2 separate regions of the Zea mays genome follow, and region 1 is linked to region 2. Evidence: chromatin contacts called from public Hi-C data. All regions are on one chromosome and are shown on one strand. Each heading gives the region's core, a stretch centred on a gene start, on an enhancer-like site or on the middle of the called end of the contact. The rest is flanking DNA. Distances are from core to core; before and after follow the strand shown.

Region 1 (5,193 bases), core at 2,459-4,958, 270 kb after region 2:
ATGCAAATATTCGAGAATGGGCGAGCATAAGGGTAAAGCTTAGAATGCTGACCCATCCTCAATACTTTTGAGACTGGCATCCTTAACAATCTTGGACATCTGTTTCTCACAAGCAGAGCTAGTTTCAAGGAACTGCCTCTGGTCATCATTTAAATCAGTCATCTGCAATAGAGAGTTGGTAAACCGGATGCCACTAAGAGGATTCTTTATCTCCTGGCAAATATAGGCCAATTCTTTCATCCTTGCATAACACTTCTTTTCTTGTTGTCTCTGAATCTCAAATGCCTGCTGTATTTCAGCGCTTGCAATCTGCAAGAAACAAAAGGCTCCAATAGATTTACCATCCATTTTGCTCCTTGTGTTGGCCGTCAATAAGGCCTGCACATACTTTCCATTCTTGTCGAAAAATGAAAAAGGGAACTTCTCAGAATCATGTCCTTCTATAGCATTGTGAATGACAACCATGAACTTTGTCAATGCATCTGGGCCCTTGAGTCGGCAACAATTTCCAAACACTTCTCCAATAAGAAACTTACCGACAACTTCCTCTCTAGACCATCCTGTAAGTTTTTCCATGGCTGTGTTCCATTCTGAACAAGAAGTGTTCTCATCTGATGCGAAAATTGGGGGTAGCAGAGGATTAGGATTGTGTACAATAGCTTTGTAGTCCCCTTGTATGTTGATAAATTTATCCATGACCACCTTTTGTCCTGTAACATCTTGTCCAACAAAACAGACACCAACAATATTTTGTGTGTAATCTCTGCTGGAACAAGCATTGACAATAACAAATATTGCACCCTTAGATTGCTCTGACCCAAATGTCTTCAGCTTTATCTCCACATTTTTGTCTTCCTCACCTGTATGGGAAGCAACTTCACAAATTAGCACTCCCCAGTTGAACATCCATCAAAGCTAGCTTAGCTTAGCTACATGCATTGGTAAGTAGGTCAAAATAGTCCTGGGGGATAAACAATGTACTCCTGTGAGTAGCTAACACAACCTCTGGTATAAGTCTCATATGCTTACTTTTCACACATGAGCATTCCTATCTGCTAATTATAAGCACCAGTTTCTAAAAAACACTGTGAAAATGATTGAGTAAATTTGACGGTAGTTGCTAGTTTGTCTCCATTTTCTATATAATTGTGCACAAAAAGAAGTGTGGCTAAGAAACTGGGTATATCTATTTAAAAAAAACTTGACTGACATAGGAGGGCTTTTAAATTAAGAAGATGCATGCACAAATTAGCCTCGACAATGACTTGAACTTGGGGGATGTGGGTCTAGGCGTACATCCACACTATCAACCAACTGACCTAGGCTCAGCTCCTTCAAATATACATTTTCCAGGAGTATATATACCACAAATTTCAATACTTGGTGTAATAAACATGTATACATCGTGTCCATACACTTTTTGTTTATGTCATATACCTTAAGAGATACAACCAAGAACAGATAATATTTTCCTCAACAGCACTTCTCACAAAACATAATATAAAAGCAATAGCATCCATATAAGAAATGAAAATGGAATACCTCTTAAAGCTCGCGAGAGTAGCTTTTCGACTATATCATCACATTCCTTGAAGATAAGATCATTTACCAGAGATTTGCCCATTGCCTCCTCAACTGAAAGGCCTGTCAACTCGGCAATCTTTGCATTCCACCCATTTATGCATCCATCAGTATCTACTGCAAATATGGGTACTGTTGCTGTCTCTATCAATCGAACCATCTCTCTTGCTACAGAGCTAAGCTCATTTATCCCCCGCAATTCTAGCTCCCCAAGTTGACGTTGTCCATTGACAATGGCTTTTGAGTTGCTAGTGCCCTCTGCAGCATCTCTGAAGGAGTCACGCAATATGAGCTGCAAGGAATGTATTGCGTCCATTTCTGCATTCTCCCAGGACAGGCTTCTGCTTTTAACCACTTCAAGAAATGCCTTGAATGATGACCGTGGGTGCATCCTCTGACCATCATCCTTATCCTCAGGGTGATGTTTTGCGCCACCCCATTTGATCTCTTTAGCTGTGTGTGACCTAAACCAAAACAAGTAATCACTTGGTGTTATATAAGCCACCGCCATTCCACACACAGCATCCCCTAATGCAACAGCACCAAGGTAGCCTGCATCAGCAAGGCTATCTGTGCTGAGCCCTGTTGAGTCCCCATGACACACCGTCAACCACTCGATAATATCCTTAATCTGAGACTCGGTGGGAGTGACACCCAATGGGTAGTACTTCCCACGATAATACAGTGCAGCCCCATCGCACTTCACAAGGTCCATGACGCTGGGGCTCTGCGTGATGATGCCAGCTGGTGAATCTCGCAGTAGCATGTCACACAATAGCGTCTGAGTTCGCAAAATGTGCTTCTCTGACAGCTGGTGCGCAAGCTGCAACTCCATGTTGAGCTGCAGCCCAAATGCCTGCATGAGAAACTCGCAAGCATACCTCAATGGAAAAGGGATACACCGTGGTGATGTATGGTGGCACACCACTAACCCCCACAACTTCATTGATGAGGAGATGGCACCCCGACCTGTTCGCTCGTCGTCACCACCACTGCTAATGATGACTGCCATAACAAGCGACGCAATTGACCCCATGTTCGCCATGTACTGTGCATGGCACCCGTGCGGAGCGCGTAGCGTGGAGCCTACCAAACACAGCTGCTGCGACAGCCCAGGATCTTGTATGACTCTCACCGGGATGGCATGGCAGTCTGCGATCATTCGCACGCGGTTCTGCTGGAACAGGAACCGCGACGCCTGGGGGATATCTGTGGCGGGATAATGCAATCCGAGGTAAGGCTCAAGGTTATCGCGCCGGCTCTCTGCGACAACTTCCCCGTGCTCGTCTTCATGGAACTTGTACACCATGACACGGTCGTAACCAGTGAGCTCGCGAACATGCTCCACGACTGTGTCGCATAGGAGCTTGACGTCCCCGCCGGGTAGCGCCTGGAGGCGGGAGATGGCGCGGACCGCGAGTTTCTGGGACTGGACTGCGCCGGCGATGGAGAGAGCGGGGTCCTCGGTGCGTGCGGGCTCGAGGTCGATGACGACGCCGACGTCGATGCGGTGGAGGATGGCGTAGAACGGCTTGGAGGAGGCCCTGGAGTGGATCCATAGCGGGTTGAGCAGCGATATCTCGCGCGCGGCGAAGGCGCGCTCCAGCAGGACCGCGGACGAGGGGGAGAAGTAGAGGCGTGCGTCGGCACCAAGGGAAACAGGGGGCAGCGCCACGGAGTCGAGCGAGGGAACGGAGTGGTGCGGCGACAGGTCGAGCAGGTCGGCGGCGTTCTCAGAGAAGGCGAGGAGGCGGAAGGAGGAGTCGTCGGCGACGGCGAGCGTGCAGCCCAAGGGCTGGATGTGGCCGCCGCGCTGGATGCGTGAGAGGTAGGCGGCGATCTGCTGCTCGGAGGACGGCGTGGGCGGCGCGCGCAGCGACTGGGAGTAGTCGAAGCTGCGGCCCGACGCGCCCGACTGCTCGAACACCGCGTGGAGCCGCGCGTCTAGGTTGTACTGAGCGACGGCCTTGGAGACCGACTCCGTGGCCGCAGCGCCCCCGCCACCTCCTCCCGCGCCTGCGCGGGACGTGCTCCCGCCCGACGACTGCGAGTGGTGGTGGTGCGCGTGACGCGGCGCCACGCGTCGCGCGGAGGGGGAGCGCTTGGGGGGGCGACTGTCCGACGCCATGGCGCTTGGGGGAGCTCTCACTGGATTAGGCGGCCCCGTCCGCCGGTCTTGTGCTCGTCAGTCGGCTCGCTCGCCCCCTATGTGTTCGTCCGATACCTTAGCTTTGCTTCACCGTTCCTCGCTGCGCTCATTGATTCACGAGGATAAAATAAAGAAGAAAAATTTGGATCCATACCATTAAAAGATCACCAATTTAGATCTATACCATTACTATCTCACTTACATGTGGGTCCACATGAGTTAATAACACGTGGGGTCCATGGTATATATCTAAAGTTTGGATCTTTTAATGGTATAGATCCAATTGTTCCAATAAAGAAGTGGGGATGTAAAGTGGGGGGCGTGGAGCCAAGGATATTGCGCGCGAGGCGATGCGCCGATGACGATGGCTGTGATGGGGATGGTACTAGGGGATCGGGGCTCGGCAGGGGTTCAGGTCTGGAATGGATTGCGCTCGCGCTGGGGCCTGAAGTGGATGCGGATACTTTCGCCTTTGTAGGCTTGTAGCTAACCGCTGAAGACGGGGATTGTGCTTCCTTTTTCTTTATTTATTCTTCTTTTTTTTAAAGATCCAATGACCAGTCTTGCGTCGGGTACTCCTCCGTTCCCGTGTATAAATCCATTTACATTTGCTATAAGTTAAATAGTAAAGTGTTTGTAGGTTACTATAGTTTCTACTTATTGCTAGTACGTTGCTATGATTTCTATTTATATTTATGGTGTTGTTTGGAAGCACATAATTTTAAAAAAACTGATTTATAGAAAATAAATTCTCAAGTTCTTAAAAACCAAGAAGCTACTCTCCTCTAACTAAAACTAGCTTGTGTTTGTTTAATTGCATCACGCTCTCATTGATTTCATAGAATTTACATCTATTGACACCACTTATAAAAATAGAGAAAAGATATGTTGATAATTGTGTATAGAAAAAACTAGAAACCGATTTCTTAGAAATTGAGTTTCAAACATCTCCACCAAACTTATTTTCATAAATCAGTTTCTAAAAAACGGGAGACAGAATTTGGTTTTTTTTAAAATCGGTGTGCTTCAAAATATTTTCTAAGTGTCGAATATAAAATACAAAGATATATATGCTTAGTTGGCTAGGTGAATAGGAATATCGGTGTAGAGTTGACAACCATCAGGCCCGTGCACAAGCCGGTGCATCCTGTTTGGCTGAACAGGCCCCCCATTTATTTGGGGCCCTAACTTTCCGTGTATGATCTATTAGTAATTCTAATTAGATTATTAGGAACTAGAATGTAAATCCTGCCGCGTGCAGCCTGCTAGACGGACACAATATATCTTTCTTTAATCATTTCTCCTATCGTTCGACGTGACCTTGTTTCGCCTGCTGCCTGATGGGCGACGATCACAGACATTTGTTTCGCCTGCCACCAGCGCACAGCGTGATTCTACCGTCTACACTACACTCGTTCGTCGTCCAGCGGTAGACAGCCAACGCGGCAACAACGATCTCCCTC
Region 2 (5,470 bases), core at 1,985-4,484:
GGATTTTATAGTCCAACCATTTTTAGGATTCTATGTGGATATATGTTGCGCCTATATAAAATTTTATGATTTTTTGTGGCTATTCGTGCATTTTTAGTTTCTTTCTGCGGAAAATCATCAAAATGCAATTAAATTGATAAAATATTCTAGTTTCAACCAAAAAATGCAAATAAGTTAACAAAACTAGTAAACATTACATAAGAAGACTTTTTATGTCATAGTAAAATTTCATGAGTTTTTAGGCTATTTGTGTATTATTTATTTCTTTTTGCAGAAAATTGTTAAAATGCAATTAATTTTGTAAAATATTACAGTGTCGACACAAAATTGCATATAAATTACCAAGACTAATAAATATTATATAAGAAGATAACCTTAAGTTCCCACATAAAGATAACCTTAAGTGCACATGAAAATGATAAACAAATTATTAATTTGATTTAAATTTGGGTATTATTTTAATAATTTCAATGTAAAGATTTGTCCAAACAAAAAAGTGATGTACTACAAAATTGTATATCTCTTCGAGCTCTATGATTTTTATGTAAACTTTATCTTTATCCGATTTTACATGTAAATGTTATGATTTTATAATAATATTATGGAGAAAAAGAAAAAAATGGCTACACGCAAACTGTGTACCCATATATGACCTGAACATCCGAGTATTGCCAGGTAGTTCTCGGTATCCGATCTGAATCTGAAGGTGTACTATTCATATACTATCCATATCCGTCCTGATTATAAAAATACTCGAATCCATATCAAAAAACAAGTATTGTTATTATCCATATTTGGTACCGACGAGTATAACCGACATGTTTTCACCCTAAATAGGTCCGTCTTACAGTTTAGTCTACATGTGTGTAATTTATTTTGTAATTAGGTCATATTTAATAATTCTAACTAAGATCTAAATATGATATATACTAAGAGGTGTTTGGTTTATAGAGACTAATTTTTAATCTAACATTTTATTTTATTTTAATCTCTAAATTATCAAATACAGTAGTTTACGTATTTGACAATTTAGGACTAAAATAGAGGGTGTTTGACAATTCTAACTAACTATATTTTTGTCCCTAGAAAACAAACACCCCTAAAATTAGTTGATGTATCCAAACAACCCCTAAAACATTTCATAAGTTCACGTCTCAAGAGTTCAAATGGTGAACTAGAACGCACGGCACAGAGATAAAAATAGAACAACGCGCACGAGATAAGATACTGTGCTACTGCCTACTACTAGCTATCTAAACACGAAAAATGATGTTACACCGGAGTTTGAATCACCCCAAACTGATCTCTTTTTTTTGTTGAAAAAAGGCAAACTAATCTCTTTTCGGAAAAAGTGAATGCAAATCAATATGTAGCGCTGAGCCGTAGCACCGGCTGGTGATCCAACGGTTGAACTCAAGTGACGATGAGCTGGCGTACGTTGACCGGCGAGATGTCCATGGGTCCGCCGTCGAGGATCCGGCGGGCGATGAGCGCGTTGGCCGCCTCGCTGGGGTGGTAGGGGTCCCAGAACACATACTTTGACCTGTCCGCGCAGTACAGCGACGTCGGCCCGCACGGCAGCAGCCCGCCGAACCGCCCGCCGACGTAGCAGCACGCCGAGTCCGCCACCTCGAACCCTGCACGAGCACAGCAAGAATCCGAATACCCATGTGATTCTAGGCTAGAGCCGCTCGAGTAGCCCGATTAATTTCTTCACGTTACCGTGGGATCCGTAGTTGGCGATGATGTCGGAGAAGATGCGGTAGACGTCGGCGTAGACGAAGCGCGAGCCGGGGAGGGCGGCGCTCAGCTCGTCCACCAGGGCCCTGAGCCGCCGGTTGAATGCCCGCGCCAGCCGGTTCGGGAACTCGGCGCAGGCCGTGCCGGCCGACGGGTTCGTCTCGCGCTGGTACGGGATGCAGCCGATCGGCCCCACGTTCGCCACCACGATCTTGCGGGCATCCAGGAGGTACAGCCTCTGCAACGCACACAGCAGAGCGAATTACAAGGCGTGGCATTGCGAGATGCCTGACGACGACTGCCCAGGCGCAGCTGCAAGCTAGCGAGGAACTTACGGTGAGCTGTTGGCGGTACTTGGCGATCATGGCGCTGATGAAGGCGACCGGCGGCGTCGTGGCGCGCTCCGGCACGGAGAAGATGGGCGTGAGGTAGTTGTTGATGAAGTCGTTGGAGCCTATGGTGACCGAGAAGAGCGCGCCCCGCAGCAGGCTCACCGCTTCCACCTCCCCGTGCCGCGCCATCAGGTCGTGGCGGCTGTTCGCGTAGTTGTCGATCTGGGCGTCCAGATTCAGGCGCCCACCCTGTCAAGCAACAGCTTTTGTTAAGGCAAGGCAACCGTACTGTCTGCCTGTGTCTCCCATTCAAAATGATTTCTTTTCTTTTTAAATTTAAAATCGATTCCTTTTTGTAGATTCGTTACTTAATTGATAGCTCTGTGTTTCACGCAAAAGAGAAGAACTAACTCACGCAGACGCGATGATCCGAAGTTACGCGGGAACAAGCTAGCTAAGCGTTGGGGGGTAAAACACATGTTTGTGGTACGTAGTACTGCTGCTAGACTAGCACGAGGATTTCACACAACAGTTCCAGTGGAAGGCCATGTACTGACGAAGATACTGCCGGTTTCGTTGAGGATCCCTCCGCCGCCGGACGCGTAGTTGACGCCTCTCATCACGGCGTCGCCCGTGGTCTCCGGGGCCATGTACGGCGGCACGAACCCTCCCAGTCCCATCTCTTGCCCTGAAACATGGTCCAAAGGAAGGGAAAGGGTGGAGATGTTCAGGATGCATTCTGGCGAGCAATGCAATGCACGGGCGACACCAAAGATCAGGCAAAGAGACTGAGTGCGCATGGCACCTAGAATGTCGACGATGGTCCGGCCGTTCGTGTACCGGCCGGTGGGCTGGTGGCCCAAGAAGTCGATGCCGTTCGGGGGGAAGTTGGCCTTCGACAGGGAGACGATGTAGTTGTTGTTGCCGGCGTCCACGAGCGAGTCGCCGAAGATGAAGGTCGCCGGCATGCCACCAGCGCCGGCAACGCGAGAACGAGCGAGCACGGCGAGGCAGGCCAGTAGAGCGAGACCTGACGCCAATCTAGGCAGCTGCTCGTGCGGTCGACGCATCGATCGTTGAGACAAGAAAACGTTTCTCTTCCCCTAGTAGAAAGCTGCCGTTTGGGTGTTCGCAGCGGAAGGAAATGCTACAAGATTGGTTCGGGTGGAGGAGGATGTTGATGTCGAGGTTAAGAAAAGCTTGCCTACTTATATAGCGCGACAAACATGGAGTCTAAGAGAAACATATACACATATCTAATGTATACGAGAGTTTAGTGTACATGATGTACATACTCCAGCTCATAGCCCGCAGGCCGCAACCAAAGAGTTGAAGGGAGAAACATATCTAGTGTATATAAGAGTTTAGTGTACATAACACACATACTTCAGCCCACCATCAAAATGTTGCAGGGAGGAATATATAATGGGATTTAATATATGCATTATATGCACCAGATTCCTATGTGCATCGGGTATGTTCCATGGTAGAAAATAGAAACATATTTTGTGCTCATATTAAATCATCACTATCCATATTAGATCTACCATTTTTTTAGTTGTTTTGTATATTTTGCAAAGAACACCCTTCGAACAGGGTGAAAGTGGTGGAAGGTGTTCTTTTGTATACAGAGCAATCTTATATGTTAAATTTGAGATGGGTGATGATAATTTAATAAGTGAAACTGTGAAGGGTTGTGGAGGACAAGCATCGATGGAAGGGGCTTTATCAGTGCTAGAAGGTGGCGCGTTGGTCGTTGGAGGTTAGTAATAGAAAGAGGAGCATCAACACTCGGTTGGTATGGATATGGAGGAGGGGCATAATGGAAAGGAAGGAGAGGTTGGGGGGTTATTAGACCATGAGGACGAGCAGAAACTTTCTCTCGGTGATGGTGGATGGGATAAAACCGTCGAAGAATACTTATCCCAGATTGATAGGGTCTCGAGATGTTATGGAGATTGCTCGTTGAGTAAGTCCGTAAACGTTTATACTTCGAAAGGTTTCAAAGCGACTGAATCGAAATGAGCCAGCTCGAGCTATCTTGTTAGCTTGAACGAGCAATCATTTGTTAGAAAAACAAAGTAAGTGCTGGATGAACTAATAAGTGATCACTTTTATTAATTTGATATTGGATTGATGTGGTATGTGAAATTGTGAGTATTATTATTCTTTTGTAGTGTTAAATTAGTTTACATTTAACTAATAATTGATTATATTTTTATATAGATGTATATTGTTTTTTTTGGGGTGGGCCCTGAGCTAAACAAGTCAATTCAAGCTCACAAACTAGCAGAGTTGAGCTGGTTCTCTGTCTCGGCTCGTTACTTTAACGAGCAAGTTCAAACTCTACCGAACCAAGCCGAGGTGGCTCGATATCCTGCCATAATCGAGCGTCGGAGCGTCGCTGGCACCGGTCTTGTATTATTGTGTGGGTCCGAAATGTATTTAGGCCAACTCCAGTAAGACGCTCATATGGGTGTGCCGTGTGCAAGTGTAATACACTACTATTTGTAGGATGGAGTTTGAAGCAAGAAGTGAGATAGAATACAGCTGGAGATAGTCTTAGGAGCGTCCGTGCATGGCTAGATGGCAGCATTCATTCCATTTCACATTTCTGGAGCGTAGGGCGGCGTCGCCAGCCTGGTCTCGAGCCGTGGAGGCCTGGATCGGACATGATCCGAAGCAGCAGATGCCCGGCTGTTGTTTCGGTGACTGCGTGTACTACATATCTACTGGTCACGATCTTATTATAACTTATTGTCTTGGAAATCAAACGCAGGTTTGAATATTGCAGGGATGCCATTTACTGGCTCGCGGCATAATGCTCGATGCAAGTTGCTGCACTTGCGCCGTGGTCCACGGTAGTGCTTCTACACTACTACTAGCTTCTTTACTGCACATGTAATTAAAGAAAATTGAATCCCTGACCCCTGTTCTCGAAACGGAGCAGCGAGCCAAGCACGCGACCCATACGCGTTACGCCCGTACCAATGGCCAGTGTAGCGTAAAACATCACTTTCGTTTTTCTAAGGCTATAGCGAGCAGATAAAAACACAGTATTTTGCACTGTAGACTACAGTTTATAAAGTAGAGTTTGAAATAAAATGTAAGAATGTGTGAGTATAAAGAACAACGGTATTCAAAGCTGCCTCGCAGGTGGCCTACATTCAAAGGTGTAATCGGGTTAGATACATACGTATATTAGTCGTTTCATATTTATTTTTATATTTTCTCTTTGAATTCAAATCGGATATGAATATTATCAAGTTGTGCTGGATAAAATTTAAATAGATATCGATATCATAAATATCCAACTTTAAGAATAAGAATATGGATGAGTACTCGGACTCAGTTACAAATTGTATCTCAGCCCTCTTAGACGAACTGAGTTCGAATAC

Evidence for each region. A called contact is a pair of places that touch in the nucleus more often than the background predicts.
Region 1: a contact with region 2 is called in a Hi-C map of tassel, with 3 times the contacts expected there. The contact joins the promoter of LOC100381811 here to the promoter of LOC100277158 in region 2. A contact is called at or near these places in 2 of 25 Hi-C or Micro-C datasets (ear and tassel).

Annotation. Positions count from the first base shown.
Region 1 is chr9:141,024,861-141,030,053 of Zm-B73-REFERENCE-NAM-5.0, forward strand. It overlaps LOC100381811 (phytochromeB2), which reads right to left and starts at 3,709. Exons shown (of 4, transcript NM_001174606.1): 1 at 1,543-3,709; 2 at 53-860. The coding sequence starts at 3,709.
Region 2 is chr9:140,759,249-140,764,718 of Zm-B73-REFERENCE-NAM-5.0, forward strand. LOC100277158 reads right to left here and starts at 3,235. Exons shown (of 5, transcript NM_001350252.1): 1 at 2,878-3,235; 2 at 2,630-2,760; 3 at 2,076-2,321; 4 at 1,723-1,978; 5 at 1,218-1,637. The coding sequence starts at 3,142. The coding sequence ends at 1,414.